2 separate regions of the Pan troglodytes genome follow, and region 1 is linked to region 2. A link is a contact called in public Hi-C data. All regions are on one chromosome and are shown on one strand. The core of a region is the stretch at or near the end of the contact, and the rest is flanking DNA. Distances in the headings are between cores, read along the strand shown.

Region 1 (6,529 bases), core at 1,272-3,771, 320 kb after region 2:
GCTTAGCTCCTCCTCACCGCGGGCTGGTGGGGTGTGGCCCAGGGAATCCGGAGTGACACTGCGGAAGGAACTCCGGAAATCGCAGGGACTGGAGCCATACTCATCCGAGGAGATGAAACCGCCATCGCTGGGGGAACCAGACACCGAAGCACTAGATCGCCGTGGGAAGAGACAATCCGAGGTGGAGCCATGGCCACTGGTGCTACTGGACGACAGACTGACCGGGCTGGTGGCCGAAGGCGAGCAGCGGGAAGCCGGCATGGGGATGGAGCGGCTGTGGTTGAGCGGGGGGTGCAGCCGGGCGCTGCCCCGATGCCGGTGGGCGTGGGTTCTGTTGGTGCTGGGACTCACAGGGCTGCCGTCCACCGAGGCTGGGCGGGACATGGTGCCTTCGCCGTCACTGGAGGCGCGGACACGGAAGGAGCCTGGCTTCCCGCCCACCATGCTGGCCGGGGAGGTGGCGGTGATGCTCTCAGTGCGCGATCGGCGGGTCAGCCCCACCTGGCTGGGCGGGGGATTGTTGAGATGGTGCCGGCGCAGGGGGACGCTGATGGGGTTAGAGCAGTTGGACGAGGACTGGCTCTTGCTGCGAGGGCGGAACTCATCACTCATGGCCCGCATGGCCTCCAGGATGGTCTCGTGCATGTTCTGGGCCACCACAGAGTCATCCACCTGCATCCAGAACTCCCCGGGCCCCGTCACGGCAGAACGGCCCACCTCGATGAAGAAGAAGTTTTCCGAGTGGCCACAGCGCCTGATGTTCATCAGCTGCAGCACCACGGCCGCTGCCTCCGAGTTCAGCTTCACGAAGCTGATGGTCTTGCTGGTCAGGCAAAGGCGGTAGATACCAATCAGGTTCTTTGTCTGACCCAGGCCCTTGGGCTTCAGGATCACTTGCCAGACCTCTTTGAATGCGGGTCCTGGGGGCACGTCACCGTAGCTCAAGTCCTCCCCAGCCTCACCAAGGCCGGAGCTGCCGCTGCAGCTGCCCCCACCACCTCCCGCCCCGAGGGCCGCAGCTCCGTCGTGGTGGCCCTTAGCACGGTTGTGCAGCTGTAGGAGAGCCTGGTACCAGCTGTCTTGCTCGGCCTCGCTGTCCGCCGCGATGGCAAAGTGCTCGTCCCGGGTGTAGAGAGCCACCAGGTGCTTGTTCTTGGAGTCAGCCCGCTTGTTGATGTTGAAGCAGCTCTCAAGGGGGATCGAGCGTTTGGGGGCGCTCGACTTGTGCCGCCACTTCTTCTCGTTCTCGTAGTACTCGAGGCGCGCCGGGCCCCCAGCCTCGCTGGCCGCGCGCAGTACGAAGAAGCGTTTGTGCATGCTCTTGGGTTTGCGCAGGTAGCCCACCTTGCGCACGTCCGAGAAGCCATCGCTCTCCGGAGGGCTCGCCATGCTGCCACCGCCACCACCGCCGCTGAGCAGAGGGAGGCGCCGAAAAACAACCGGGTGGGGGGCGGAGGCTCCTCGCCGCGGCCCCGCACATGCAAACAGGGCTGGAGGCAGCAGAAACCCCGACTCTGAAATCCACGCCGCCCCCCGCGCCGGGGAGGGGCAGCTGAAGGAGGACGCAGCTGCTGAGCCAAGGAGAGAGCCCGACCGGAGTTTTCGGGCGCTTCACGCCCGGCGGGGAGGCAGTGCGTCCGGGGTGAGGGCAGCCCCGATCCTCCAAGAGCCAAGTCTCCTCTCAGCCGCCGCCGCCACCAGGAAGGAGCGAAGATGCATCTCTCGTCGCCTCGGCTGGAGTCCGGCACAGGGAGGCGACAGTCGGGGGTCCCTGCGGTGCCCCTCCAGGAGCGCGCGCGCGCGCGCCTTCCCTCCTGAGTTCCCCTCTGGAAGTAGCGATTCCCGAGGCAAATTAAATATCCTTGGGCAGGGGGAGGCGGGTTGCCAAGTCCCAACGTTGCACGGGGTTCTCCCTCCTCCTCCTTCGCCTCCTCCCACCCCCCAACCGTCCCAGCCGCCACCAGCCGCCCAAATACCAGCTCAATCGCAGAGACCGCGGCGCTGCGGCTGTTGCTGTTGCTGTTGCTGCTGCTGCTGCTGCTGCTGCCGCCGCCCGCGGGCGCGTCCTCTGCAGCCCCCACCCGGGCCCATCTCGGCGGGCGGAGAAAGTGGCTTTTCCATGCGAAACGCTACTGGGCAGCCAGTACAGCTGGGGACCGGCCGGAGGGACAGGCTCATCCCTGCCCCTCGCTCCAGGCGGCTGGGGAGGAGGGGAGGGGACAAGGGCGAGAGGCGATGGGGGAGGTTTGGGAAGGGTTCGGGGAAGACGCCTGTTCCTCGGGAGGCGCTGCCGCTGCAGTTACTTCTCCCCTCCTCCCTCCTCCTCCTCCTCCTCGGAGAGTTGCCGAGAGCCCCAACCAAAACAAGCGGCGGCGTCTGGCTCTGCGCGCCGGCCCCCTCCGACCGCGCCGCCGTCTCACTCGGAGGAGAAAAACACGTGACGGAGCCTCCGCGCTCGGCAGCCGGGCAGCCGCCGCCGGGAGGCTCCCGCCCGGGTCTCTACATTCCGGGCCGAGCCCGCCCCGCGCCCGCCCCTCTCCGCCCCCCAGCCGTGCTGCAGCGGCGCCCGCGCCGACCCCGGCGCAGCGCTAGGACAGCGCCCCTGCGCGGCCGCCAGCTCCGGCGCAGCGCCTCCCTACACGCGCGCCACCCAGGGCGCCCCCGGCCCGCAGGAATCCCCGCGGCGGGCGCAGGCGGGGGTGTTTGGGTGGCTACCCGAAAGCACGAGGGGAGTCTGGGAAAACGGGAGGGGGCGAGCTCGGGAAGACGCAGGAGTGAGGGTGGGGGGCGACGGGGGGGCACTGCGGCTACAGAGCCCCGAGTGGGAGGCCGGGGGGAGGCGGGGGCGCCGGAGCCGGGCTGCCTCTTACCTATCAGGTAAAACTGACCCACGGGAGGGAGGTTTCTAGTCAAGGCTGTTTCCCCCAGGAAATTTAAAAGCTAGATTTCGGCTTCAGGGCGATAGGCCATGGTGAGGGGATCTGTATTTTTTAAGGTTTTTCTAAAGGACTTCTGGGCCAGCCTTCCACCTTGGGATCCCCAGATTTATTGCCGTGAGGTACCTGGAAGGAACAGAGGGACGCCCAAGGGCAGTGACTGGGGGCAGTTATGGTCACTACAAAAGGAGAGCAGGGATCCCCAGGAAGTGTCTCACGTCCGGCGCTGTGGAATTAGTTGCTGATCAAGTAGGGAGAAAATGTAAATATCACCTTTTCTCCTGCTCCCCTTGCCCATCCGTGTGACGGGGGGACTCACACCTAAGGCTGAGGGCATGGGGGAGGGGAAATGAGAGGTCCCTTATCATATTCCGAAGTCTATCCGTGACTTTAAAAAGCTGTTAGGGACCTTCAGAGGGTTCATAAGGCCAAAACCCTACTGTGCAAATATTGGCTGAAATGTTTGTTTCACACACAGCTCCCACACCCATTGAACCACCCTATAAATTTTTAACCTTGACCACAAGGATAACAGGGAGAAAACAAGGATGGTGCCAGCTCAACTGTACAGGAAAATGGGTACTTCATGAGTGGACCAGATCAGCAGCCTGGGTCTACTTGAAGCGCCCCTTTCAGGGTCACCTTGCGGTATCAGTCTCCCCACAAACAAACGCTCCCCAAAGTTTTTTTATTTTTTAAGCTGACCTATAAACAAGCAGTTTGTCCCTGCTTGCTCGCCTGGCACTAAGGACCCACAGAGATGTCACTCGGTTTAATGCTGTCTCATTTTGATGCCTGGCCCGTTTGGGGTTGCCGCCCCTTTACTACGCCGGGACCCTCCTCGGCCTCAGGCTCCCAGGCACTGCAGGATGCTGGCTGGGCACTCAGCAGTCGAGGCGCTGGGCATGCTCAGTGGCTGGGACCCGCCGGGCCGCGGGGGAGCGCGCCTCGGCCCAATGCGGCTGAGGGGCGGAGCGAGTTTCCCGAGGAGGCCTGCTGATTGGTGGGATGGCCTGTTTTTCAAGCCTTGCACTGCAGAGGGAAGGTGGGGGTAGAAGGGTTGAGGGTACCAAGGTAGGTTGCAAAGCGTAGTAAAAAAAGAAAAAGAAGATGATGATGATGAAGGAGAAAAAGAACCATAGGCGCCATTCAGAGGTGTGCGATACGTAAATTAGGGGGATTGGGCATCTGCAGAGGGGCTCCTCCCCACCCAAGCCTGGGAGCCTCTCGTTTCTCCTCTCCCCTTCCTGTTCCCGGTCGTCATGCAGCCTCATCTAAACCTGGTTAATCTATAATTTGAGTACACATGTTGAATTGAAAGCCCTCCCTTCTTTTCCTCTGACAGCTTGGTGATGTGGGCACACGTGCCCACTACAGCAAGGCTATTAATAGCAGATATTTGGAAATGGAAGCGAGGCGACACTCACAGTGACCGAAATTCTGGGAGTATAGAGTGCCTTACAGGGGGTAGGGCAGGGAGGTGCAGAATAAAGAAGCCTGAAGTTGGTGGAAAAGTGTAACTGTGTGCCTGGTTTTACCCTAGACAAGAAAAAAGAGAGATTATAAAAGGGTTGTTTACTAGTAACAATGTAATCCAGATAAGGCCAAAGGGCTTTTTACAGGTTTGATGTTTAGCGCTGGGATGGGGGTAGTGGAGTACTTAACATTTTGTAAGACAACAAATCAAATCCATGGACATTTACTTTTCAAATGGCCCTGTCCCTACCTCCGTCCCTCCACCCCCCACCCCCCAAAAAAAGCTAAATAAAGGTACTGTACCTCTATGGGGGAAAAAATACTCTTTTCTGGAAGGAGGGGAGGGTTGGAAAATTTATTTGCACGTACTTTACAATTATCTTCATAGGAAGGATTTTGATCATAAAAAGCTAATTATGATAATAAACCTTTTAAAAAATATATCTCTCAGTGTTAAAGCATTTCTGCTTTAAAAAACACAATTTCAGTTGCTAAATATTCGATAAAAATTATGAAATAAGCCTCACTGCTGTGACAAATTATGTTCAGACCAATGGGTTTCCTATGGAAGATAATCACTGATCATAGGATATTAGTGCCATTTTTTCTACTTGCTGATGTTTTACTACCAATTTAAAGGTGGTTAATATTTGTTATAATTATACTACAGTAAATTCAATTGTTCTCTACAATTGTTTTATTAATGGGCTAACTGGAAATTCATTTACATTTGGTTCATGTAATATATAGAATAGAAAGAGACGCGTTTGTGGGAACTCACTGACGTAATGCTGAGCAAGTATGGGTATTATTCTGTCACCTAAGCCAAATTAGTCTTTTGGTGTATTGTAATGAAATACACTGTATGAAAAATTTACTCCCCACTGAAAATTCACGGAACAGAAGAACAAGCTATTACCAAAATCTGTTGCTCAATGCTGCCATCTATAGGAGAGTTAGAGCCGATTTGTGTAATATGCTAAGGTTCATTTTAAAAGAGGGCTAAAATAGTGATTTCATCACAACATTGCAACAGCTACGTTGATGTCACTAATACAGTCCTAATTCAAGGAGTTAACGGTTTACATGCTATGGACGCACTTTGGGGCAATAGGTCTACAACTAGCCTTAAAATTGAGTTATTGGTTTATGTATGATACTATCAGGAAAATAATGTAAAATTTATAGATTATTACATATATCTGTAAAGTGCTTGAGTTGGGTGGATGTAAAACTAAACATTTCAAAATTATAAAACACTTTTTGTATCAAAACATATGTTTTCCTTAAGATGTATGGGTCATAACTGGAGGAGCTATTTAAATACTGGCGTCTCTTAGAATTAATTTTGGCAATTTAGAACAGTGCTTGAAGGACAATTGAATGTGGATTTTCTCACTTTAAGATCTGTTTTTATTTTAAGATGGCTCAATAGTAATAAGCATTTGAATGCTTACTCTGCAAGGCAATATGAAATAGATAAAAAGACAGCTTCTTACAGCTTTGATGGGGTAATAAGAGAGTACAAAATAACAATAGTTGATGACTAAAATGTGTGTGTGTGTGTGTGTGTGTGTGAGAGAGAGAGAGAGAGAGATATGTCAAATAACAAGTGGTATTTACTTTCATGATGGATGAAATAACTACTTAATTTTTACAGAAAAGAGGAGCCTTAAGCTTGAACTTGAAATGGGATATAACTCAGATAAATGGCAATTATTTTTTCCCACTCAAGTTTTTTGGAACACCTACTTGTGTTAGGCACTAGGCTGGACACTGAGGATTTAGATATCAAAGACATGCTGCCCACAGGAAACTTACATCGAAAATGGCAGATGAACACAATTGCAGAGCACTATGATCTCTTTTGTGGAAAAAATAGGCACAGGGCAAATGAGATCACATAACAACCAACTGCCTTCTGACATAAACATTATCAGTTACAGACAGTGCAATTTGGGAATCTGAAAGGTGTCTCTTCCCTTAAAAACTTTGTTTTCTCAGGTAATTAAAATCTTTCATCTGTTTTATTTAAAAATATATAAAATAGGCCAATTAAAAGAGAGCTGAAAAGTCACACTTGGCTTGTAAATCGGCTAGATCAGGGCTTCTCAAAC
Region 2 (6,594 bases), core at 495-2,994:
CCAACCTGGGCAACATAGGGAGAAAAATTAGCCAGGTGCGGTGGCATGCACCTGTGCTCCCAGCTACTTGGAAGGCTAAGGTGGGAGGATGGCTTAAGCCTAGGAATTTGAGGCTGCAGTGAGCTGTGATTGCACCACTGCACTCCAGCCTGGGAAACAGAGCAAGACCCTGTCTCAATAAATAAATAAAATAATTAACTAAAAATTTCAGAAAAAATAAATAATCCATTTGCTCCCAAAAGATCTCCAAGAGAATACTACCATGACTATACAGGCAGGATAATTTATCCTTGATCACGAGTAATATATTTGTCTTTGCATTTTTGTATTGGTAGATAAACAGCTCATATTATGAAAAATCATTATGAAACAGCTCTTAAAGACATGAGGAAGAGGAACATGGATAAAACAACAGGTAGTAGAAGTTGGTGGGAGAAAAGGGATAACAGATCACCCTTAAACAAGCCAGAAACTTAATTATCACCTTTAGTTAAATCCAAACACTCAGTCTCCTGTTTCAAGGAGACCAACTCACAGAATATTTTTCATGACTAACCTTATGTTTGCAACTGAAGATTAAAAACTAAATATTATTTGACAAGTTTTTATATGACGACATAAAGAGTGGCTAGTGCCCGCTGTTGACTCAGACATTTCTGCCAACCTCTTTTGCCTGCCAAAATATAGCTTCAATAAGCACACATAAATTTTATTTTTAATAAATAACCACAAAATAGTTTCATAAACATACTAAACTGTGGATAATTGTAGCTCACAATGAGTATGTGTTACAGTTTCGGTAAATAGAAGTTACACAGTCTGAAGCTGGCACACGCTAACCCCATCGTATGGATTGATGTCAAACCAGCTCACGCTGGAACACCCTGGTGATTTTCTTGGTAAGCGGCCTATGTGCTAACTACTTGGGCTCCTGCCTTCTTCCAGCAGCCCTCCTGTTTGTCTACGCAGACATTAGGTTTCAGAGTCCTGAGAATTTAAAAGGATAGCTGAGGTCTCTGCTTGGTGTCCCAAAGGGTCTTTGCGGTAAGAAAAGTTCTTTATGCCCTGACCAACATGTAGACACCTATGATACTTTAAAATGAATAAATAAAGGGCATTTGGGGAAATAAATACTGATGTGATGAGAAGGAACCAGTGAGAATAAACTGTTCTTTCTAACTAACTTTTCTTGGAATTTACATGTTCCTTTTACTCAAAAGATCCTTTTGGAAGAGTGTATTGCCTTTTCCTCTGTTGGCAGACATTTCTTTCTCTTTTTTTTTTTATTTTTTTATTCCTTGAAAAAAGCAGCTTATTGAAAGCTTAATGAATTTTTCTTTTCTGTGTTAGAAATCAGGTTTATTTTTAAGCTTCTTTGACCACACATGTGCTTTGATGAACTTCCCTCCCATTCGTGGAAAAGGTTCCTAACACTTCCAGCTCCAATTCTCCACATTCTCCTTCACTTCACATCGACCCCTGGGAAACTTAGAGTGAGAAAAGTCAAAGGGGGAATTTTTTTTTTTTTTTTTTTGTAATGTACTGAGCTTCCTTTTGAAGACAAGGAAAGAGAGTTTTATCTTCAGTAAAAACAGGCCCTTTTGTGGAAAGGAGACCTCAAAAGTGATGACTGATCAAACAGCATTCAGCATTCCAGGGATGCCAAGATACCGCTGGGTTAAATGGTGGAGATGACCCAAAGACCCTGCGCTGTTTGAAAATAAATAAAATTACTCCGGCAACATGTTCCGCATTCCTGTTTGTACTCGGCAATCTACATGCTTTACATTCTGCCTGTGGTTACCTTCACTCAGGTCTTAGCTCACGGTTGAATTTATTCAGTCAGAATTTACTGCGAACTTCCTTATGGGATGCATGAAACTGGGCCCTAGGATGGATGGGGCAGTGTGCATGGTAAGGAGGCAGGATAGAGCAAGAGGGTGGCCCTGACACCAGGAAGTGCTCAGCCTGAGGCCTTGGAATATTGCAGAGCCATGGATTAAGGGCCTCATGGGCACAGGGAGAGAGTGACTCACTCTGCTGGAGGTTGACCTCCATCAGGAGGAATGCCTCGTGGTGTTTTGTGACCTATGAAACATTGGCAGCCTGCAGTGCTGCCGCACAATTCTGTTATGTTTTTCAGCACTGCCAAGGGTAGGTTTCTCATCTTAACCTCAGTCCTCCTCCAGTCTGCATCCTTTATAATCCTACACAACCCCCAGCAATGGTTCTCTAAGCACACCCTCCCTGACTCCAGTTAACCATTTTTTCTATCCTCACCCCAAATTAAATTCAACTCTCTTTGTGTATTTCTTGTTAAACAGCTATGTGTAGAAAGCTATGCAGGACACAGAGGTGCAAGATCTTGTGCATCAAAAAGCTTATCACCCAGTAGGAGAGTTAAACACGTAAAAATTTAAGTGGAAAAAAAAATGTAATAGAACTGCAAGTGCTGTGAGCACTTAGACAAGATAGTGACACACTTTGGTTCAGCAAGATTGTGAAGTTTTCACAAAGGTTCTGGCACATAAACTGAACCAAGATGCATGGACACGTTTCCTAGAGCTCCAAGGAACAGCATGAGCAAAAGACTAAAGATATGTGGGTAGGCAGCCAAGGGTGTTTGAATTTGAGTGTGGCCAGGGCATAGGATAGTCAGAGAAACAGAAAAAGAGCTGAAAGGGTTGGTTCGGGCCAGATCAAATCCAAATCAAGAAAAGTAAAAGTTACTCTGTGAGTAATGGGGAAGAGTTGAAGTTTTCCTAGGAAAAAAATAACTTCCATTGCCCTGTGGTTAAGAATGCTAACCCTGGTCCTGGCTAACACGGTGAAACCCCGTCTCTACTAAAAATATAAAAAATTAGCCGGGCGTGGTGGCAGGCGCCTGTAGTCCCAGCTACCCGGGAGGCTGAGGCAGGAGGATGGCGTGAACCCGGGAGGCGGAGCTTGCAGTGTGCCGAGATCGTGCCTCTGCACTCCAGCCTGGGCAACAGAGCCAGACTCCATCTCAAAAAAAACAAAAAAAAAAAAACAAAAAAAAAAAAGAATGCTAACGCTGGAAGCAGTGAGAAGGACTGATTAGACAGGATCAAGGCAGGAGCTGGAATGGACCCATGTAAAGGACCCAATAAGAGAGAGCATAGAAGACTTTTAGATAAGAAGCCCTGTAGAGGCTGAAATAAATGTTTTCCTAACATGGACAAGCAAGGCTCCACCACCCTGCCACTTTTCCTTTTTTAGCAATCAAGCAAGCGACCAAAGACATCAGATGTTAATAAAATGAAATGCCTATAGACAGCACTGTACAGAACCAATAGAACCTTCCACAGTAATGGATACTAGGCACTTGATGTGGAATCACTCTGACTAAAGAACTGAATTTTTCATTTTGTTTAATTTTAATTACTTTTAGTTGACATAGCCCTACGTGGCTAATCCTACCTTATGGGACCATGTAGCTCTAAAGAATAAAATTATATTGACTGAACCAGAGATTCAAAGCATTTTGGAAAAATTTACATTATTCTTCTACCAGCCATCAGACTCCAGTGGTGTTGCTGGATTTAGAAGATGGTGTCTACCTATCAAAAGCCCCATGTTAACATATAAGAAGATGCAGTGCCTGTGTTTAGCTTAGGCATGAAAAAACTTCAAAACATTTTCACTTTCAAAAGGGATCCCTTTGAGTTGTCCAGAAGGGCCATCTTATCTCCCTTCTACTCAGGATAGCCTATCAGTGGGCAGTAAGATCATGGAGGTCAGGAAGAGGGTGACTAGTTCTCTCTGACTTCAGAGAGGAGGACCTGTCCTCGACTATCTATTTTCCAATGAAAGTTTCTCAATAAGTCATTGCCCCATTATAACCTAAGCACAGCAGAATGGCCATGGTGTGTCATTAAGTGTTTTTGTAAGTTGATTTGTGGTGTTAACTTTCTGGATCATAGAAATGGTTTTCCTCAGTATTTTTTCTTCTGTAGGTTTGGAGTCAAGAATTATAATCAGTTGCTAAGACTTTGAATTCTCCAGGTAGTTATTTCAAGAACATCCTTTTGCATGTTTCTTGGAAACTGATTCCTTGTTGTATGAATTCAAATATGTTATATGTGGTGGCTACTGGCCAGCTCTCAGGGCACCTGAACTTTTTGGCACTTCACTCCTTATATTCCATTATGGAATATGGTAAAATCTCTTATGCACTAAGTAAAACCAGGATTAGATAACTTTTTACTTGCTTATCTCTCCAACAAAATATATAAGAGAAGCACTGGAAGAAATTTAGCAATTAGAGACTATTAAAATAACATTTAATTTACACATTGATTATTTCTAGTAGAACAAGTGTTTTGAAGATGGCTACAATAATATGAATCTTTGATAACCTTTAAAACAGAACAGATTGCTCTGAAACCAGATGAAATAAATAGATCTTCCTAAAGCCACAAAGAAGAAATAATGCTTTTCAAACTGTGGGCCACAACCAGCTGGGTTATGAAATCAATTTGGTGGGTCAGACCAAATTTTAAAACTAGAACAGAATAGAAAACATCAGTGTACCTCACACATATTAAAGGTAGAAAATGCTGTATTATAAAACTATCAGTTGCGTTTGTGTCAGTGTGTTCTAAGTTGTGATGTAAAATAAGTATTTTTTACAGAGTGTTACTTTACCAAGAGCTTAAAAGACACTGATTACCAAATGAGAGGACCTGAAGTTTCTTGCTGTTGTTCTAGGTAACAAATTGTTTGTTTTTTCATTGTTCTAGGTAACAAATACTTATCAAACATCTGTTCTATGCCTGATATTGAATTCAGTTATAAGGTGAATACATGGCTACTTCCTTCAAATAATGTATCATCTAACAACATATAGACACAAATAATTATAACACAATGAGCACTATAATAGACATGAAGAGGTAGATTAGAAACATGGCAGAGGGAGCCTCTACTTCTGCATGTGACAGAATGCAGAGAGGAGACATGACAAATACTTCACAGAGAGAGTGGCATTTGATGTCATCCTTGAAAAGTGACCTGGAGGAGCAAGAGAAAGGCATTCCAAGAAAACGGAACATCTTCTATAAAGGTTGAGATGTGACTTGTACTATGCCTGGAGTCTGGAGTGGTACTCTAAATCTAACTGCACATTTTAGTCACTTAATATAGCCTTCAAACTTAGAGATGTAGTGAAAATGGAGATAGTTTATTTTCATTACGTTTGAATTGTTAGTAATATGCTGGTGTTTGATTCAGATCTTAAAACCATCGCTTTTAAGAGCAAAGCTTTTCAAATGGAAGAGTTCCTCTCAAATGGGTCAAATGTTACGCTTCTTAGGGAAGAAAACAAAATTCATTTGCATTATAACAGGGTTTAGCAAGAAGTCATGTAAGGCTCAAACTCCTTTCTTTTGCTGGTTTGAACAAAACAAATATTTATTAGAAAACAAAATCATTGTACGTTGTAAGAGAATCAAGAAAATTAGGTCATGCTTTGTTATAACTGTTATTGGACATAGATCATTTAACTTAATTTCACATTTAAAAATTTAAATTACATGGTAGGGGTGGGGGGTAGAAATTGAGGCCCAGAACATCAGGTATGTGTGTCATGAATAATCATAAAAGGCTTTAGAGCCAATTTAGGCAATATTGATAAGTATGAAAGTATAGACTTGAAAGTACTAATTCAAAATAAAACTTTTCATTAATTTTTTTCTTATTATTTACACTGAGTGTGACTATATTTGTTATTTATTTCAAATCATTCTGCTTTCTTTCCTTTTCCATGATTCCTCGTAGAAGAGCTTTTAGAATAGCGTTTCAACTCACAGGCTCTAAATGATATAGCAAGATCTAACAGAACTTTATATATTAAGCAAAGTAATAGCTAAAAAGAGATCAGCAATATATTATTGCAGACTAGGTAAATAATCTTAGTAATTCTTCTAAAGGTAACATGTGAATGAGCATTCTTTCTTTGTGATAGGAAAACTACTTTAATTACTTTTCAAACAATCTCAAAGACTGAAAATGACCCTTGTATTTTAGATTTTGAAAATTCAATGAGAATTGCCACTGTAAAGATTTTGACATGGCCTTGAGATGTAATCTTATTCCCCAAAAGTGACTGTTATTTTATTTTACCTTTTGAGAATAATGACTTTGATTTGAAATGAGAAAGTAAGTAATAATATTGCTAAGCTTTGCCGTAACATAGTTTCAAAACAAAAATTAAACCGTCCTGCTCAGGTACCTATTAAATTTTTCAGGTCTTAGAAGAAAGAAGCACAGTAATTATAATTGCAGACTCTACGAAAGGCTTAAAAGTCAAACAAACCCAAAAGAATCATAACTTTTTAAAGCATTTCTCAAGGGTTTTCCAGAATAAAAAAAAGTGATTATGAGTGAGTTTGTGTTTGGATTTGATTTTCATCCTGCGGGAGTGAACATTAAACCAAAAATACATATATCTTGGAGGAAAAGCTGCAGCTTCTTTCCCCAACTGTCTGAATGCTCTAATGTCAGATTTTTCAAATTCTTCTCTACCTTGGAGGAATCAGATATTTCCAGGAGCACCAGGATGGATGCTTTTCT

The links. Hi-C and Micro-C count contacts between places; a contact is called where the count stands out from the background.
Region 1: a Hi-C map of stem cell-derived neural progenitor cells shows a contact between it and region 2, with 5 times the contacts expected there. The contact joins the promoter of IRS1 here to the enhancer-like site in region 2. A contact is called at or near these places in 2 of 7 Hi-C or Micro-C datasets (induced pluripotent stem cells and stem cell-derived neural progenitor cells) and 1 of 1 datasets of contacts at active chromatin or transcription factors (stem cell-derived excitatory neurons).

Annotation. Positions count from the first base shown.
Region 1 is chr13:129,039,110-129,045,638 of NHGRI_mPanTro3-v2.0_pri, forward strand. IRS1 (insulin receptor substrate 1) reads right to left here and starts at 2,522. Exons shown (of 2, transcript XM_003309496.6): 1 at 1-2,522. The coding sequence starts at 1,389.
Region 2 is chr13:128,720,552-128,727,145 of NHGRI_mPanTro3-v2.0_pri, forward strand. No RefSeq gene overlaps it. Among named protein-coding and RNA genes, the nearest start is that of IRS1, 320 kb to the right of the region's middle. Within about 2 kb of position 1,745, at least 5 of the 24 cell types and tissues checked have an H3K27ac peak or open chromatin away from gene starts, as enhancers often do. A contact at or near this core is called in stem cell-derived neural progenitor cells, where this site is marked.